Linked DNA regions of Mus musculus: regions 2, 3 and 4 are each linked to region 1. The links are chromatin contacts, called in public Hi-C maps. All regions are on one chromosome and are shown on one strand. The core of a region is the stretch at or near the end of the contact, and the rest is flanking DNA. Distances in the headings are between cores, read along the strand shown.

Region 1 (3,188 bases), core at 306-2,805:
TCCAAGCAAGATGATAGCCAAGATTAGTTTGCATGCTGGGTGCCTGGCAGAGCATGCTTGTAATTCTAGCAATTAAGAGGCCAAGAAAGGAAAACTATGGAGAGATGGCTCAGAGGTTAATTGCCTCACTTAAGATCTTTCCGCTTTCTCTTTTTCTTAGATAGCTTTCATAAGATACATTTTATAACTTAGTAATAAATGCTATAATCACTTTAAGAAAAGAAAGGAGAATTGTGAGGTCAGGGCTAGTCAATGCTACACAACCACACCCTATTTCCACCAGGAAGAAAAGAGAGAAAGAACAGGAGGAGGAGGAGGAGGAAGAGATGAAGGAAAAAGTTAACCACAACAGAAGGATTCCCATGAAAAGATAGAGAAATGTCCCCAGAGAATCATCTGGTAAGACTTTGTAAAGCAGTGAGACAGATGGAGCAGTCCTTATGGAATCCCTGTTGCCCATAAATCCAGATGTTTACCACACAGGGTGCTCCTGTTCTTGAATCTAGCTTACTGGAAGTTAGCTAGCAGGTTCATAGGGGAAGCAAAGTACCCACCAGCCCTGCATTTTGTTTTACCCAAAGGATGAAACAGTGGTTTAGCTGTGTGATAGCGATGGTCTAAACTTGGAATTCAGTAGCTGCTTTTCTTCCCGCAATGCATGCTTATCATGGTGACTTTTTTTTTTTTTTTTTTGCTTCTGTGGGTTGTATTTTGGCAGTCCTGTGAGTGTTAACATGCTAGAATTGGCTACTTTACCGTCCCTGAACTACTTGCTTGGCATACATAGCTTGTGTACTGTATGGATTACAGAAACACATGTCAGCCTCTTTGGGGAAATGGCATAAGATGGAACAATGGGATTTCCAGCTGCAGTCCTTTCTTTCCCCTTCCCAAGCTCATGGTATGATAGCTAAACAACATGTGACAGGTCCTCTACCCCACAGACCCGATGATTTTTAGCTGATGGGAAAAGATCACTAAAACACTGGAACAAAAGATAATGTATCTTCCATAAAAGTCTAGACTATTGTATTAAATGGTAGCTATGTCTATTTGTCTCATAAAGCTGATAGTGGCAATTTGTTTTCCTGTCTATATTGTGATCTTCCAGCCAAACAATGAACTCCTATTTCCTATTGCCAAAAGACCAGAATAGTACCTTCTGTATCTTGGAATCCATAAGTACATGCATGAAATATGAGTCTGCCATTCTCCTGAGCACAGTCTTTACTTCAAGGATGAGAATAATGACTGGACTCTAAAAGCACAAATGCGCACAACACCCTTGCCAACTCTGGCAAAGAGCAGTATGAAATAGAAAGATGAAAATGACCATTACTAATTGGTGTTAAATCACAATTAGAGTTAACTTCCAGCTGCTCCTTCTAATCGACTGTGCCTGCAGATTCTGCACAATTCTGCTGGCCTGGTGCTTTGGGGAGGGTGAAAGCAGCTTCGTCATTAGTGAATTAGGATCTCCGGTACCCAGCTGGGATTGCGAAGCAGTGCTTGCCTCTGGAGATTTGGCATGGGAGGCTCTTGGAAGAGAGAACAGTTTTTTCCCAGTTGCCTCTCAGTAACCTCAACACAGGAATCTGAGCAGAGTATACTTACAGCTGTCTTTGACTCATTGGTCATCAGGGTTGCACGCTCTCTCTGAGCTCTGCTGCTAGGACACGATCTATGAAAACAGTCACCTTCAGGATAATGAAGCTTATGCCTCCCAGTTTATCCCATTTGTACTTGAAATCAGTCTTGTAAGATGTGAGCCGGGAAAGACCTGCTGGTGCCTCGATTTTCTACCTTCAAGTTAGCTCTCATTTCAACAGAGGCAACTTCAGCAATTCTAGAAGTCTGTCATGTGCATTTGGATGAAGCAGAGACCTAATTATGGAGTCTTTTGAGTCCTTAAGCTGTTTCTATTTAGAGCCTTCTGTCGGTCTGCTTGCAGACAGAATGAAGACTTTCTCACATTTAGTTGCCAGGACAAAGGTTGACAGATCTTTCTCCCTTCAATATGCCTCCAGAGCAGTTATTTAAGGACTAAGTTTCTCAAATTCCAGAGGAAGGGGTGGATTCAGTAATTTACCATATTTTCCATTTCTAAAGTTCCTTCCATTTCTTAATTCCAACCACTGAACACCAATGAGTGGGTCCCTGATAGAATTATGCCTTGTCAGACCATCTTTACTTAAAAGGAAGCAGGTCTTATGAATGAAAACACGAGGTTTGTATGAACCCTAAGGCTGCAATCTGTGTATTCTTCTTCTTCCTTGGAACCTTTAAGGGTTAACTTGCTTTGGAGTACATACACTTTCCCTCATTGGAACATCTGTTTATTTTCCCATGTCATTTCTGGAACAACAACAAAAAAGCCAACTCTCTGTGAGTGTATCATATAATATAAGTAAGCACACAATCTCAAGTTTGAGTCTTTCTTTAGGGGTGCACATTTTAATATATTTTAAGGCATAGTTCATTTTGGATTCTTTTCTCTTTACCTCTTAACCTCCAAACAATATCTATATTCCATCACATGGTTTGTCATTTTAGGAACTTATTTCCTTCGCTTTGTAAACAGACTCCCATTTGGTTCTCTCCTGAGAGGCATCTGAGCAAACGTAGTTCAACACACATGAACTTGAAAGTTTCCAGGCGTGTATTTTATTCAGAGGGAGGTTTTCAAATGTTTGTAGTAAGTTCAAGCAGATTTTCACCCATGAAGGATAATATAAATACTATATTTATTATATTGTATATGCCTATTTATAGATCACTACAGTGTCTAAAACATATATTTTACAAGTGAGGAAACAGAAAGTTTTACTGTGGTTAGAATGGATTTCTAATAGCTGACTACTCTAGGCAAAAATAGCATCCAGGTTCATAGCATGCCCTTTTCCTCCCACCTGGGAGGTGTATTTTGGAGATTTTGGCTTCTACCATAACAACCTTTCCCCAAAGGTATCAAATCAAATGGTTCTGCTAAATAGCCGGAGACACTTAGATGACCCAAGAAAGTCACAGTAATTTCTTGTGGAGAAAGTCATTCATTTTCTGTGTCTTCCCTCTACACCCTGTTACAGTCAATTTGCTGGGCACTTTTTAAAGTTGACGTTTGCTTTCACTTGAGTTTCTTCTGTGCCATACAATTTCACCCTCTGGAGAGTGATGCATGCTGCAAGAGT
Region 2 (3,186 bases), core at 162-2,661, 400 kb before region 1:
GAATGCTATCTTGGGCATTCAGAAGAAAAATGAGACAATTTGCTTCTCCGAGCCAGAAAGACAGTTTACACTTTGCTAATACAAATGTATCAGTTTTGTCGCAGACATTTACAATGAAACATTTCATCCCCTAAGCTTATAGTTTCTTGATTTCTTTCTGCATTAAAAAACAAACAAAAGCAGACACTCATCAGAACAGGCTAATTTCTAGAGTTACAAGGAGAAACAGAAGCCAAGGGCAGAGGCTTTAATTCCCAATTTCATGCTTGGAAAACAGGTACATTAGATGGCAGATAGCCTTTATTGGAGAGGCTGCCTCAGATCTGAACCTTCAAGTGCATCATGCAGGGCACTTGTTGGCAGTCCTAGGACCTACCTCACACAGGAGTCTACAAGAGAAAACCTGTTCATGATTTCAGCCTTGCTGAAGTGTACGCAGCCTGGGATCTGGCTGCTCCGCTTTTTTGTTTTTTTTTGTTTTTTTCATAATTTTCACTTCACCCAGGAATGTCTTCTGGAAGCCCCCTGTACAATCCCAGATCTCTGCTTCCCACACCATCGCTGCATTGCCTCTTAGTTTTGTCTCTAAAGTTATAAGAGGGGAGTGGGTTGGAACCCAGTGGACGGTAGAAATGAACAGACGGGCCTATGTCCACAGAAGGCTGACTCTGAAGCCTTCTCATACAAACCTGTGAAATGGCCATGATCCAGTTGTCTGCCAAGTTTTCAAATTAGGAAGTGTTTACCCACCCATCTCTTCTCAGGGTTTACCTTCCAAGGGTGGATTTCACTAGCACATGGGAAAGCTGATTATAGTTACATAAGAAAGCCAGGGAGGGTCTCTTTGCTCCATATACTACCGTAGCAAAGTGTAACTTGGAACGTAGTGGCCACTGGAAAGCAAGGTTCAGGGGCGATGAGGAGGGAGGTGGGGTTTATAACAGTCCACAGACACATTTTGCCTATAGATTCTAAGTGCCATATGTGAATGCTTTTGTCTAGTTCCCCCACTTTCACAGTAAAAGAGAAAGGAACCCTGGGCCTTTCAGGTTTTTCCAAGAATATACTAATAGTTAAGAGGCAGAACTTCGAGGCGAACAGGTCAGGTCAGTTTGCAAAGCCTTACTACTCTATGCTTTTTACAGAGCTTCTGAAGAGCCTCTGGACAGTTACAGGCTCTCAGCTCTGCTGCTTCTTGTTAATCCTAATTTCCCCAGACACCTGGAACTTAAAATTTTAATATTTCGTTGTTGCACGTTTGCGCCTCTCACTCACGCATGAAAGTAGAGAGAAGTGAAACTGTCCGAGACTAAAAGAAAAATATTTGGAAGAGCAAGGGGAAAGGGTGTGTGGTGAGGAGGGAGGCTATGTGGGGGAAAGAGGGAAAGTCGTCCAGCAGGTGATGGGAAACAGCAGGCTCTGCCCTTCCCTGGAGCCTGGCCCAGCTCCTCAGCTCTGCCAGGAAAGAGCTCTGGGTGGGGAAGGGAAGCCCGAGCCTCTTAAACTTGGCTCTTTGAAATATTGTGGACCCTTGTGCGAGGGAGCGTCTTTGCTTTATGAGAGGATAATAAATCATCTAAGAATAACATAGTTACACGGGGAACGGACAATGAGCTGGGATTAGAATTCAAGTCTGTTTGAACTTAAAGCTTGGGCTCTAAGCCCTCCCTTCTTTTGATCTCTCTCATTACTGTAACTTCTATGAGGTCTGTCCCAAGGGCAGTTATGAATTTTCTAAACCTTTCCACTTGTGTTTATCCGTAGAAAGATGAGAGTTCTGAATTCATATGCTGGTCTACATTTAGGTTAGATCTGTACAGGCAAACAAAACCTTGTTTTCTCAAACGATTGATGGAGACCATTGTCATTTCTGAGACTCTTTTTAATGAAGGAAGTCTGTTTTGATGACTTGAGGTTTTTTATTTTTATTTTATTTTTATTTTTTTCCTGTTAGGGAGCCTGAATTGAGATGATTCAAAAGCGAGGCAGAGGCACATTAAAACAAAAGTGCCGAGCCGGTTGAAGAGGACACACACATGGCTCTTCAGAGAAAGATGGAAATGCTTCGGGCTTAGTGTTTCCAAGACGTCACTGGCTGGAAGGCGGGCCTTTGGTACTCAGCTTCTCTCACAGTCACACAGAGGTCATATACAGGACACTGTGTTAAAGATCACACTTCTGTGACTCAAAATTCAGAATTTTTTCAGTATATATGATGCTGCTTTCAGAGTGTGCAAACATGTATGTATGCACAAATAACCGTATGTTCATGGACCTAATTGGAGTTGAGTAAAATGAATTTGTAGCTCTAAACCTTTATTTGCTGAAAGCTACTTTTAAATAGTCCCATTACCTTGGATAGGTTATATGATGTGTTTTGTGTCAGTTTTCTTATTTTTTAAAAATGGAATTTGTGTGCATGTATATCTCTGTGTGAATGAGTATATGTGACTGTGTATGTGTGTGTGTGTGTATGTGTGTGCATGTGTGTGTTGAGGCCAGAGGCACTTTCTTCTATAACTCTCTAGCTTCTTGTTTGAGACAGTATCTCTCAGTGAATCTGGAGCTCACAATTTGGCTAGATTGGCAGGCTAATGACCCCCAGAGATCCTCCTGTTTCCACCTCCCCAGTGCTGGAATTACTGATCTGTACTGCGGGATCACCTTCTTCTTGTTCGTGTTCTCCTCCTCCTCCCCCCCCTCCCGCCTCCCTCTTCTCCCCCTCCTTCCTTTCCTCCTCCTCTTCTATGTGGGTTTTAGAAATGAACTCAGGCTCTCATGCTTTTGAGGTGAGCATTTCACCGACCAAGCCATCTGTCTATCTTGAAAATAGAATCTCAACCTGTTTCTGATTTTGTGTAAGTATTAATGCTAGTGTTCATGAACATCTCCAATGTAACACTTGAAATTTCATAAATGTTCAAAAGGGGCAGCCATTATTAATTCCCAAAATGACTAGTTTTTAAACAACCATTTCTTTAATTTGACCACATCCCTAACAGCTTCACAAGAAATGCCCCCGAGAATAGTGGTGGCAAAAATAGTCACTAAACGGAGAGGCGTCAGGAGCCACACCGTCCTTGCTTGCTGTTGTTTCAATGAACTACTTTTAAAGATGGCTCTGCCATCTTGTTTGATGTCGTTATGCTACTTGAATGGATTGGGAGGGCTTGGCTTTGGTGCCCA
Region 3 (3,190 bases), core at 647-3,146, 430 kb after region 1:
GTGATCATGGAGTGCCCCGGCCCTATCCGTTCTTATTAATATCTAATGGAAGTGTGGTGCACTGCTCATCATTGGCTAATGGCATTGGTACATTACCAGTTAGCCCATACTTAATTCAGACATGCTTAGATTTTATTCCGTTTCTTTTTCTGCCTCCATACCCTTTCTTGAATACTACTTCCCTTGTCATGTCCCCTTGGGCTCCTCTCGCCTCTAGGCCATGGCAGTTTCTCATACAGGCTGGGTAATAACTGCTCTGCAGCATGAAAGGTTTTTCCGTATTCCATTTATCTGAATTTTTTTTCATAATAAGACTGGTGTTATGAGCTTTGGGAAGGAGCCCAATGGTGCAGTTCTATTCACATTACATCATACCAGGCGGGCGCATGTAATACTAGCCATGACACTTCGCTGTTGCTGTTAAGATTGTGTTGCTAATGTGGTTAGTACTTCTCAAGTTTCTGCCCTGCAGTGCTACTCATTTTCCCATTTCCCTTGCATTCTTTGGAAACTGTAACCTAGGACCAGACTTCATTTAATGAATAGAGAGTTGCGCTACACTTCTCTATAAGTAAAGTATGTACAGAAACTTTAATTCCTCTGTAAGGCCACAGAGCTTTGTCTATTTTTTTCCTCCATCTGTATTGTTTATCAATCGTTTCATAGATATTTATTCATGTATTATACTCCACTGCTCCTTTATGATATTAGTTATTTTTCCCCAGCTTTTACTACCTATGGCTTTCTAGGGAGTCTCAATGTCTCCTTTACGCACCCCATCACTGTGGGAGACAGGGGTGGGGGAGTGAAGAGAGGAGCATTTGCTGAGCACTCTGGCAGGAGCAACTCTCAGATCAGGACCATAAAAGTTCTCATCTCGGACTGACTCTTTCCATGTTGAGCATAGACATGAAAACCAAAGGCACTGCAGAAGAGCGGTATTAAGGGTCAAACACTAGACATCTCTCACCTCCGATGAAGGCAGTGAAAGCCCAACTGCAGCAGCTCTGGTTTCATTCACCACATCCTACTATTTTAATTCATATCCCACAGGAATATGTGATGGAAGCATATCATGGGCTATTGCCAACCTGAGAGTGGCTGAAAACTTACTGTGAATGAAGAATCTCTTCCCCCTACTTCTGACATTTGAAAAAATATCTCCATTTATATGGATGAGAATAAAACTACATCAGGCCACATTTAAGCATGCAGATGGAAAATTTTTCTATTTGAAATAAAATACCATCCCAGCCCATGCCCAGTAGTAAATGGCCAACACAAAATGAATGCATTGGTATTTTTATAGACTTTTGTGACATATTGCTTTGTTTATGTATTTGATTTTTTGTCTTATGGGTCTTTTGCTTGTATATTTTGGTTGTTTGTTTTGGATTTTTATGATTTTGGATTCTATATATAGGTACATATGCAGGTGTGAATGTATGCCTCTTTCTCTCTGTCTCTGTCTCTATCTCTTTCTCTGTCTCTGTCTCTCTCTCTTTCTCTCTCTGTCTCTCTCTGTCTCTGTGTGTGAGTGTGTGTGTGTGTGTGTGTGTGTGTGTGTGTGTTTGTGTGTATTGGTTTCTTCCTTGTTTGTTTAAGAGTATGAGAAACAGTGTATAATTGGATGAGAGGGGAGGTGGTGAGGATCTGGGAGGAATTGGGGGAGGGAAAACCATGATTGGCATATTCCATATAAAAATCTTTTTCAATACAAAATAAAAAAATTAAAAATCAAAAAAAAATTTTTCAAAACCATCACCCCACACCCAGCTAGAATATCTTTATCCTGGCAGAGTCGCAGGCCAGTCAGTAGCAGGCTGGGGATGGCCCTGCCTTGGGCTATGCTGCTTCAGCTCTCAGTCACAGGCAGCTGCTCCTTTTGGAAGCAAATGGATCTGTCAGCCCCACCAGCTCCCACACAGCACTCGCTCAACTCATTAACTGGATGTTTCAGAGCAGACAACAGCTGAGAATCCCTGCCCAAAAAGATCCATGTCATCTTTATCATCAGCAGTAACAGTACCAGTGACTGCCAAATATATTCAGGACACAAATGAGAACATAGGACTGGACTCAGGACCTGCCGGGTGGAATCAGCATCAGAACGCAGACACTAACACAGAAACAAGAGGCCCAATGGGAATCTTTTCTTCAGAGAAAAGGAAAGCTGGGGGAGGGGAGAAGGTTCTTGTGGTTCAAATCCAATGGTGTTGCTCCTGCTTCTGAAGTGATTGCTATGTTTCCTTTAAATGGGTGCAGTCAGGATGAAGCCAATAAGCTCTACCAAAAACGTGCACCTAGCTGTTTGCCAAATTCTCACTTATCTGCCCTGCTTTGAGTTCAATAATGAGAAGATACCCTCTATGCAAAGGCATGGCAGAGAGGCGAAGATAATATTTTGTGCATATTTTCACCTGATGACGTGTGATGGGTCAGACTCACTCTAAATCCTACTACAGACCACTCTATGTCTTTGCATGTTCTGTCTTCAGTTCTCAATTCTTCCAGCTTTGGAAACTTTCAGAACATTATTGGCAGAAAATCTCTCCCATGTTCTAGACCTTTCAAGTAAATACACAATATAAAACTCTTCCCTCTAGAAGCCTCTACACACGACATTATTAACCTTTGGAGGAGGCACGGTATGCAGGTGTGACTGTGAGCATCTGCTTTTCCAAGCTTTGTGTAAGCCTGGCTTCCTCCACAGAAGGCCAAGAGCCCTGTCAATCTTGGCACTATCCCAATCTAGTTTTTAATCATAGTAGGTTTTTCTTTAATAATGCCATTAATCCCCGTTAACATGCATGTTCAAGGATATACAGGACAAGAAAATATTCTGGTTTTAGAAATACAATGATATCTGGGCCTTAGAAGGAAGGAAGTTCTTATAGACATCCCATTTAGGGCTACAGTATTTTATTCTCCACATCTTAACCAATTGTGTACTACCACCTACTGCAGAATAAAGATTAGCTGATGAGAGTTAAGAGATACATCAATCTATTGAGCATAAATATAAATCATTAAGAGTTGATTTAATACTATGTCAGTTTAGCAGAACAGTAGTAGTAAGCTTTCACATGGGCCTTATGATATATTAAAAAATAAATTGGGCCTTTATAATGGTGCCAAGTGTAGAATGGGTTTTTGTCTTCTGGAATGGGTTTTTAAATCCAATCTGAAA
Region 4 (2,991 bases), core at 18-2,517, 450 kb before region 1:
ATGTCAAGATTTAGCTTTCAGAACTCCAGTTTTTTTTTTTATGAGTGTGTGTGTGTGTGTGTGTGTGTATGTGTACAGGCGCGTGCACATGTGTGCATGTATGTATATTGTGATTCAGAAAATTTTCAGCCATTATATGGGAGAGAAGAAAAACAGTACTAACATGTAGAAGAAGCAAAAATATATTTCAGAAATTCTAAACAACAGACAAACAACCAAAGCCCCCAAAGACTGAAGGGGTGTCATGAAGGACTTAAGACGACCCATACCATACAATTTTCTTCTGTGGTTCTTCTAAGAGCAGAAAAGACTAGAAAGATTGAGATTTTTTTCCCCCAAAGAGGGAGCTTCAATCTAGAAAAAGTGAAATAATTTCTTCTTGCTAAGATATGATTTACTGATGTTATAAAGTTAAAAAAAAAAAAGATAAATCAGCTTCCCTGGGTAATTCCAGGGCATTTGTAAGCAAAGAAGGCTAACCCGGGCCCATCACAGCCTCTAATTAAGACACGGAGAGTCCCTGGCTGTTTGCAATGGTCCTGTCAGGTGCAGGATTCCTCTCTGGGAGCGGTTCCTGCTCAGGGCCATTTTTTTTTTTTTTTTGGTTTGAATAACAGTAGGGTTTTGCAAGAGCAGTCCCCCTATCTTCTGAACCATTTGTGGGATGATCTTTGGCCAAACTTGGGAGCTGTAACTCACAGGATGTTTTCTTTTAAAAAGTTTAAAAACATTATAGGTCTGTAAGTTTAGAAAAGTTTTTTTTTGTAATTAGGCATTCAGAGGTACATGATGGCTCTAAGAACATTGGCAGAGATCCACCGTCAGTTGGTGTGAACACAATCCAGCTTGTCTTTCAATTATTTTGATGTGGATTTGTAAGGCTCAAGTGATTGGACATTGGGAAACTGCAATAGAAATGAGCGTTAAGGTGCTTGGGTAAAAGAACGAACTGATTCAGAAAAAAAAAATGTTGGTGTTGTATTCCCAAGTTTGGTGAAGACATGAACTAAGGCCACCAGTGCAGGACAGAGTGCTTGGTTTTCCCGTCATGACTCTCTGTTGGTCCATAACCGTGGGAGAGAAGATATGAAATACCAGATGGATTGTCACTCGGCTTCCAACACCTCACCAGCATATGGTCTGAATGTGACTCTGCATTCTCCATACACAGTGTTCATGGTCTGGCTGGCTTAGGACTGTGGCAGTGGCTTACAGGATGCTGAGCTGGGAAGCTGGCAGGGCACTGGGACAGGCGTTGGGATGCAGGAATTCCTTTCTGGTCACGCCCTCCTTTTTGGCTAGAGTTGGGTCACAGAGACTGGCTGCCCTCCATGCCCTTGCATGGCGGGGAGATGGGTGTCAGGCAACTTCAGATAATTGCACAGCAGCCGTGACACCCTAAGCAGCCTTTCTTTTTTTTCTTGGGGTGGAAAATGGTGAGGATGGCTTCATCAAAAACTGCTTTGAGACCCTTCTGGGTCAGGGCAGAACATTCCAAGTAGCACTGCGCTCCAATCTTAAATGCAAAGAGAGAGAGAGAAAGTCGTGAGTGCCAACCCTCTGACTTGCCAGGTTCCCATGTCTGCTTGTTCTACAGACAGCCTGTTTCCAGTGTCCTTTCATTTCTCTATGGGATGTGGTAGATCAATATTCAAGTGAAGAGGCGCTTCTGTGTGGGATAAAGCAGTGTCACTGCACCTAAAGAGCAGCTAAGAAGCAGCCATCATAAATTTTTCTTGATTGGCATGTATCTCTTGGCAACACGATACCATTTGTTATAGTGTTCAATATCAACTAACCTTGAAAAACAAATTTTAAATTAAAACAATAAAACATGAAGAAATAAAACTCATAGAAGACATTCATTGATAGAGACACCTTCCTTCTCTGTATATTTTTTTTATGCTTAAGTCATATGTATTTTGAACATAGGTTAGTGTTCTATTTGAATTATAACAATTGCTAATTGTTAAAATAAATTATCATTGCTATTGATGATGATGAAAAGCATATGTGTGTGGATATTTTGCCTGCATGGTATATCTGCATACCATGTGCATTCAGTGCCATTAGAGGCCAGAAGAGGACACCAGATCCTCTGGAGCTGGAGTTACTGACAGTTGTATGTTATGTGGGTCCTGGAATCGAACCTAGATTCTTTGGGAGAACAACCAGGGCTTCTAACTGCTGAGCCATCACTCCAACTCTTTGAAAATGAAAAAAAAAAGTGATTTCATACAATGGGTTACATGAGAATTAGAAAATCCCATGGGGAATGTAGAAATCCAGGGCAGAAACTGTTGATTCTCCTTAAGAAAATCACTGGCCAGGGAAGTTTGTGCTTGGCTGTCAGCTCTGGTAAAGAAGGAGACCTGAGTGTTAACTTGTCTCACAAGCTCACATGAGGCAACTGTGTCCTGAGGGCCTCTGAATATGAAGAACATCTAGAGAAACACCCAATCCCCCTTTCCACTTTCCATTTTGCAGCTAACTTTGAGAAAAGCAGATCAAATGCAGAAGAAAGAGGTTGGCTGGATATTGGTCCTGGGAACCCTGGCAGATGACTAGCTGGAGAAACAGGGAGGCAGGAGCGAGAGGGTATTACAGATGGGAGTTTGTGGGTGGCACACAGGGATTCCAGGGGACCAGGAGAAAGCAGCTGTGACTGGTGTCCCCACTAGAATGGATGATCTCCTCCAAAAATTCATGCTGGGCTCATTTTCCTACTTTTCTATACAGTCAGAGATTTAGAGTTTTATTAAATGCATACAATTGAAAGAAGCATTCTGTGGGACAGTCAGGATACAGATGTTGGACGCTTTTGTCTGTCACCAGGAAGCTTGTATAATGTGGAATGAAGAAAAACGTGTGGATTAGCTTAGACAAGAAAGGACGAAGCCCAGGCGAGGGAAAATGATCATTCAACCAGAAGGAGAGAGAATTACTTTTAAATCTTTGTCTCTTGAGATGTGTGTGTGTGTGTGAATGTAT

Evidence for each region. Hi-C and Micro-C count contacts between places; a contact is called where the count stands out from the background.
Region 2: a contact with region 1 is called in a Hi-C map of muscle stem cells, with 3 times the contacts expected there. The contact joins two enhancer-like sites.
Region 3: a Hi-C map of myocytes shows a contact between it and region 1, with 4 times the contacts expected there. The contact joins two enhancer-like sites.
Region 4: a contact with region 1 is called in a Hi-C map of muscle stem cells, with 2.7 times the contacts expected there. The contact joins two enhancer-like sites. A contact is called at or near these places in 3 of 39 promoter capture datasets (the C10 cell line, embryonic stem cells and hippocampal neurons), 2 of 484 Hi-C or Micro-C datasets (muscle stem cells and myocytes), 1 of 115 datasets of contacts at active chromatin or transcription factors (astrocytes) and 1 of 9 other capture datasets (embryonic stem cells).

The regions. Positions count from the first base shown.
Region 1 is chr12:74,949,633-74,952,820 of GRCm38.p6, reverse strand. All of the region lies in intron 10 of Kcnh5 (potassium voltage-gated channel, subfamily H (eag-related), member 5), which reads left to right. Among named protein-coding and RNA genes, the nearest start is that of Gm39473, 130 kb to the right of the region's middle. Within about 2 kb of position 1,555, at least 25 of the 459 cell types and tissues checked have an H3K27ac peak or open chromatin away from gene starts, as enhancers often do. A contact at or near this core is called in muscle stem cells and myocytes, where this site is marked.
Region 2 is chr12:75,350,951-75,354,136 of GRCm38.p6, reverse strand. All of the region lies in intron 1 of Rhoj (ras homolog family member J), which reads right to left. Among named protein-coding and RNA genes, the nearest start is that of Rhoj, 44 kb to the right of the region's middle. Within about 2 kb of position 1,411, at least 37 of the 459 cell types and tissues checked have an H3K27ac peak or open chromatin away from gene starts, as enhancers often do. A contact at or near this core is called in muscle stem cells, where this site is marked.
Region 3 is chr12:74,515,442-74,518,631 of GRCm38.p6, reverse strand. No RefSeq gene overlaps it. Among named protein-coding and RNA genes, the nearest start is that of Gm34552, 200 kb to the right of the region's middle. Within about 2 kb of position 1,896, at least 19 of the 459 cell types and tissues checked have an H3K27ac peak or open chromatin away from gene starts, as enhancers often do. A contact at or near this core is called in myocytes, where this site is marked.
Region 4 is chr12:75,398,632-75,401,622 of GRCm38.p6, reverse strand. Rhoj (ras homolog family member J) reads right to left here. Exons shown (of 5, transcript NM_023275.2): 5 at 168-1,516. The coding sequence ends at 1,370. Among named protein-coding and RNA genes, the nearest start is that of Gm34613, 16 kb to the left of the region's middle. Within about 2 kb of position 1,267, at least 1 of the 459 cell types and tissues checked has an H3K27ac peak or open chromatin away from gene starts, as enhancers often do. A contact at or near this core is called in muscle stem cells, where this site is marked.